Linked DNA regions of Triticum aestivum: region 1 is linked to region 2. The links are chromatin contacts, called in public Hi-C maps. All regions are on one chromosome and are shown on one strand. Each heading gives the region's core, a stretch centred on a gene start, on an enhancer-like site or on the middle of the called end of the contact. The rest is flanking DNA. Distances are from core to core; before and after follow the strand shown. Region 1 holds the start of LOC123189412. Region 2 has its middle 30 kb from the start of LOC123189411.

Evidence for each region. Hi-C and Micro-C count contacts between places; a contact is called where the count stands out from the background.
Region 1: a Hi-C map of leaf shows a contact between it and region 2, with 5 times the contacts expected there. The contact joins the promoter of LOC123189412 here to the enhancer-like site in region 2. A contact is called at or near these places in 3 of 5 Hi-C or Micro-C datasets (all in leaf) and 1 of 1 datasets of contacts at active chromatin or transcription factors (leaf).

The regions. Positions count from the first base shown.
Region 1 is chr2A:559,704,512-559,707,211 of IWGSC CS RefSeq v2.1, forward strand. It overlaps LOC123189412, which reads left to right and starts at 1,302. Exons shown (of 2, transcript XM_044601822.1): 1 at 1,302-1,493.
Region 2 is chr2A:559,516,015-559,518,714 of IWGSC CS RefSeq v2.1, forward strand. No RefSeq gene overlaps it. Among protein-coding and RNA genes, the nearest start is that of LOC123189411, 30 kb to the left of the region's middle. Within about 2 kb of position 1,382, at least 8 of the 8 cell types and tissues checked have an H3K27ac peak or open chromatin away from gene starts, as enhancers often do. A contact at or near this core is called in leaf, where this site is marked.

The DNA.
Region 1 (2,700 bases), core at 52-2,551, 190 kb after region 2:
CAAGTATTTTTTGAACAACGCGAGCAAAATTTGACAACCGGCAACTTTTTTTGGAAATTATGAACAAAATTTGGAAAAGGCAAACATTTTTCCAAATTTGTGTTTTTTAAATCACGAACATGTTTTGAATTGATGAACAAAAATTGAAAACAAGAACATTTATAAACTTTTGAAAAGCGGCATTTTTTTCAAAAAACAAATTTTTTTGAAATTGCAATTTGTTTGAAAATATTTTTTTTTGAATTTCTAAAGTATTTATGATAGCTTTTTAAAAAATACAAACATTTTGAAAAGGAAAATAAAGTTAAAAAGGAAAAAAAGAGGAAAATGAAAAAGAAACATAAAAAAGACCCCTAGAAGGTTCCCGAAACCAGAAAAAACCCCAAAACGGGAACGCTAAAAGGCCGTCCGAGATCATCGCTCAATCGCAAGTCTTGTGCGGAAATACGGCAACTTGACACATGAATGCATCATATAGGATAATTCGGTTGGCGGGAGTCTGGACGTTCACCACCGGCTCACTTGTCAATTGGACTTATATCTTCCACACCCCATGTATTTTTTCATCTAGGTCCACATCCACCTGCTATGATTTGATGCTTTTTTTCATCTCAGGAGTCCATAACATGAGCCACACCCGCCTCTGCTAACGATGCACACCAACATCTTATGCGAAACTCACCGCTCATATTATGAGTTGGCGAGGAAAAAAGAAAAAAAATTTGATGCTTATTTGACGTCTATGGCTAGAGCCGTCTCCCATATCACTGTCCATGGATATGTCCAAATCGTGTGCACGAACATTTGATGTGCCCGACTGTCCGTCAACGATGTAGGTAGTTGGAGTTGCCCTAATTTCATTACGCCTAACAGAATTTTATATTGTTTATTTAAGTCCGCAAACTTTAGTTCCCGTAGACGTCGTGTATATATGTGGCTCAAAAGAAAAAAAGAACGGTTGTGTGTACGTACGCGTTTCCCGTGCGTATACCGCGCCCCGCTTCTGGAATTTTCGGGTTGCGCAGTTGGGTACGGAGGAACCCAAAGCCTCATCTTGTCGCCACATGAGGCGCGACTTCCTTTTCGGCTAAAAGAAAAGAGAGAAGCGCACACACGATACGCAACACGCGAGAAAGGGGTGACGAGACCAGCTGGCGCTGGTTGCCGCTTGGCTCAGCGAGCTGAGCTGAGCCAACAAGCCTGGCAGTGCCAGGTAGGTAGGCGCTCTCTCGTACTCCCGCCGTCATCAACCCGTCCCACCCACCTGCACCAGGCGAGCCCTACCAATCTCTCCCTCCCCGCCCCCGCCCCGCCCCGCCTCCATTCCCACGCGCGCAGGCACTTCGCGACGCCACCGCCCGCAGCCCGCACCAAAAGCGAAACACAAGCACTCCCCATCGCCGTCCCGGTCTCCGCCTCATCGCCCGCCGCGATTTCCGCCCTCCCGCCGCCTCTCAGCAGGCCGCCCGCCCCCTCCGCCGTGCGCGCGCCAGGTGACCGTTGCCTCCCGCCTCCCTCCTCCCCCCTCTCGCGGAGATAGAGATACGCTGCCGCACGCACTCCTCTTGTCCTTTTCCGTCCTCCCTCCTTTTGCACGTCGTCACGGCTTTCGGGGGCTCCGAGGAAGGAACGAGCCGTCGCTGGTCCCAATTCCTTCGTCCTCTCTTCTCGCGTGTCGATTGATTTGGGGGGATTCATGTCTGCCGCCATTTGTTTCTCCGGTGGGACTTTTACTGATGGGAACGGCCGCGGCCAGATCTGTTCTAGTCAGCCACCGGGAGAATTTCAGGTTTTTGCGGGGGCTAGGATCGAGGAGGGGATTTCCGTTTTTGGAGTATCTGAGGTTCTCGATTTGGGGTGTTCTGACTTCTGAATTGAGATGGTATGGGTATAGGGGCTCTGAACCCTGTATCCCTCCGGATAAAAGGCATCATCTTACTCTTTGGGGTGTTCTTTCTTCTCTCTGCCCATGTCCTTTCAGTTTGACAAGATAGACTGTCACAGGCTATGCATGTTTTTCTTGTTCTGGCTACTTCCTTGATTGCTAGGGGAAGGTTCATGCGTCGTGTCCTACATCTTTCTCAGTAAATTTCGTCTTGCCATGCAACAAAAGTTGCTGTCCGTTTCAGTGGGGGAAACGGCATGGTTAAATCCAAGGGAGGTACAGCGTGCTCTTCATTAAGCAATCTTGTCCAGACTAGTTGTCTCTCAGTTTCTGTACAAGCTGCAAGTTTGAAGTCAACTAGTCTACCCTTGCACCTGTATTTTGAACGATTTGTCATCTTTATTGCCATCCAGTGTGAGCTACTAGCCCTGTCCCAAATTATAAGACGTTTTTGGTAAGCTAAATAGCCTACCAAAAACGTCTTATAATTTGGCACAGAGGAAGTACAGTTTAACATCTGATCGAATGCACGGTTAATTATGGGGAGGTTCTGTTGTTAACGCCCTTCAAATATGTTAAAATTTCATAGTACTTGTGCCTATAATACCAAAAAATTGCGAGAAAAAGGGACATGTTTGACAGTGGTTTCATTTTTTTAATCCAGAGTTTTGCTTATTTATTCAGAAGAGAACAACATGGGTTTATGGTCACGGTTGCTTGTTTGTTAGTTCATCTTGAGTTTAGATTGTGTTGTAACGCCTCCATGAGCAATCTGACATGACATAAATGGATGATGGTGTCCATCACATTCCCCT
Region 2 (2,700 bases), core at 132-2,631:
AAAGTCTAGCTCATCTGTTGGGGGGTTAAAGAAGATAATTGATGACTGCACAAGGCCCATGGCCCGTTGTCTTCTTCACATGCTTCACCTCCACCCCTCAAAAAAAAAAACCCTGCTTCACCTCCAAAATTTTTCTAAGAAAACAAACCCTCCATACCGTACGACGACGGAGGATGTTTAGCTTGGTACACAACACGGCGAACGCTTGTGCTACAAGGCTAGTACACGTAGCTTATGTTGCCTCTCCTTCGAATCACTTTTTTTGTTTCTGCTCTCGGTCCTCTGTTACACGGAACTACATGAGTGTGTACCTGCAGAAATCTTCCTGCATTCTTTTGTGCGTGGCTCTGTGTAAACGTGCATTACATTGTGTAATATCTGTGATGAAAGCTTCCACTCAAAAAAAAAAAGCTGATGCCTTTTCGCCATTACCTTAAAACTGGCGTGCATCTTTTGAGCCGACACAACTGGCGAGTGACCACCAATGGAAGGTTGCGCCGATGATTTAGATTCTGAGAACCTAATCATTTTGACCCACGCCATAACCCCATTGGCCCCTCGGCCAACTTGCTGAAAAATAAGGCATTCGCTGCTCCCATCCCGTATTCACTGACGAAAGCATTGGTTCCGTCCGCGGATTCATGGAGGAGGTGCTCATTTTAAACCTGTGATCTCATCGTCGTCGCAGGAAGCACGATCGTGCCTGTGGATCCCTCGCGCGTGCCCACGGCCCATAAACTACCAGTTTTTCCCACTTAAACAACCAGGCTCAGCCAATAACAGCCGATCAGCCGGTCTAATTCGCATCGGAGACGCAAGCCCCGCCCGGCCCGTGGAATCTTGGGGGCTACTAAACGTGCGAGAACTTCCAAATCGGATGGCGATCACGTCACGGAGGCGAACAAAACCGGGGGATGATTGGCTCCCGCGCGCCTCACCAACTCCTGCACAGTGCCTCCACCACCCATCATCGTCCGTTTGGGTGGCCAAGGCAAAGAGGAGCACGCAGCCAAATTACTTGTTAACCTCGCGCGCTGACGAGACGTTAACGTCGTAATCGCCGTCGGAAGGGAAAAGGGGTGGGAGATTCCCCGACGTTCCCGCGTCGCAACGAGTGAGGAGGAACCACAGGCCCAAGCCTCCACACCACACCCGCCCACGACCCACCCACGAACATGCGGCCGGCCGCTGTCCCCGTGACGTCCCGCCCCCTCGCCAACCGGTCGCGCCCGACGCGCACGGTGGGGCGGGCGAATGGCTGCGCGCGGCGTGGCGGGGCCCGACAGGCCCGGGGCGCCGCGACGTTGGCGCTGCCTGGCGCGAGAGCTACCGGGAATCCCAGCGGGGAGATTCATGGGACGCCCGATGACGGGTGGGTGGCAGGCATCCCCTGGGCCTACCGGTCGGCGTGGAGGGGCCAGGGCTGCTGGGCTGCTTTTGGTTCGCCCGGGGGGGCGGGCCGGGCGCGTGGACGCCAGTAAAAGAATTCGGGCGGCCTGTGGGATCTCGACAGGTGGCCATCACGGCGAACCGGATGCGGTTCCCGGAACGGACGGTGGAGGGCGACTCGAGCCGAGCCGAGCCGGGCCTGGCTGCGGCGCCGCGGGCCGAGGCTGGCTGTATTTTTCGACTCTTTTAGTATACTATGTTGTCGTGATATTTAGCTGGCCCACCGCTCAATAATTAAAGTGGTACAGTACTACTACCAAACAACGTTGCGCGGTCGCGACCCGCAATAATCCAGCGTGAGCGACGGGGGCCTTGGGGGCGCACAACTTGTGCACGTAACAGCTTGCGAGCCGTGGCTTGGCCATGTCGCTACAGCCCTCCAGGCCCACGGAGGGCGACCTCCACTTTTGGGTGAAAGCGACGTGAATGGAATCGCGGCCAAGAACTGGTGCAGATCTCAGATCTGCCGCTGCCACAACTTGTCGTCTTTTTACGGTTTCGAGTATTGGCCTATAGGGTCGAGCTAGGTAATTTTCTGGACAGTGAAAGATCGTCTTCACTGGCTTTTCGAACCCAACCTTGGATTCGGTGATTATATAATGCATGTTTATTACATCTCTACTAGTCTTTCTCATTTTTGGGGTCATATTTTGACCCTGATTTTAACTAATGAAATATAAGTTATATGTATCGAAAACAATATTATTGTAAATTATATTCAAATATGAATTCAAAAATATAATTTTTGGTGACAAGATTAATACTTTGCTAGTTAAATATATGATCAAACTTTAACTCAAATCAGGACGGAGGTAGTACATACAAAGGTTTGATTCCACCACCCATTCAAGTCATCTAATCATGGGTTGCCTCTCCGTAATTTGTTTGTATTACGTAGTGTTAACTGAAAACCGAGACTTCGGAGATTCAAAATTGATAGCCATCACTAAAGTTTTACCATCAACAACAATGTCATCTCCTACAAAAACGATACTCTTTTAATGAAACACTTAAGATGTAAAAAAAATAGGGTTCGATTTGTAGTGGACAAGGTGCAACTACCCTACTACCTTGTTGTGTGCCCCGATCAATGAAACTAGATTTAACCACTTCACAAGAGTATTTGGGAGAGACAATTGGGGATTAGGAAGCAAGAGAGGAGGGATTCAGGCAATAAAAGAAGAGGATAGGGGGAGCAAATACAAGCCAGACCATAACGCACACCCTCTCATACACACAGTGCACTCCCTA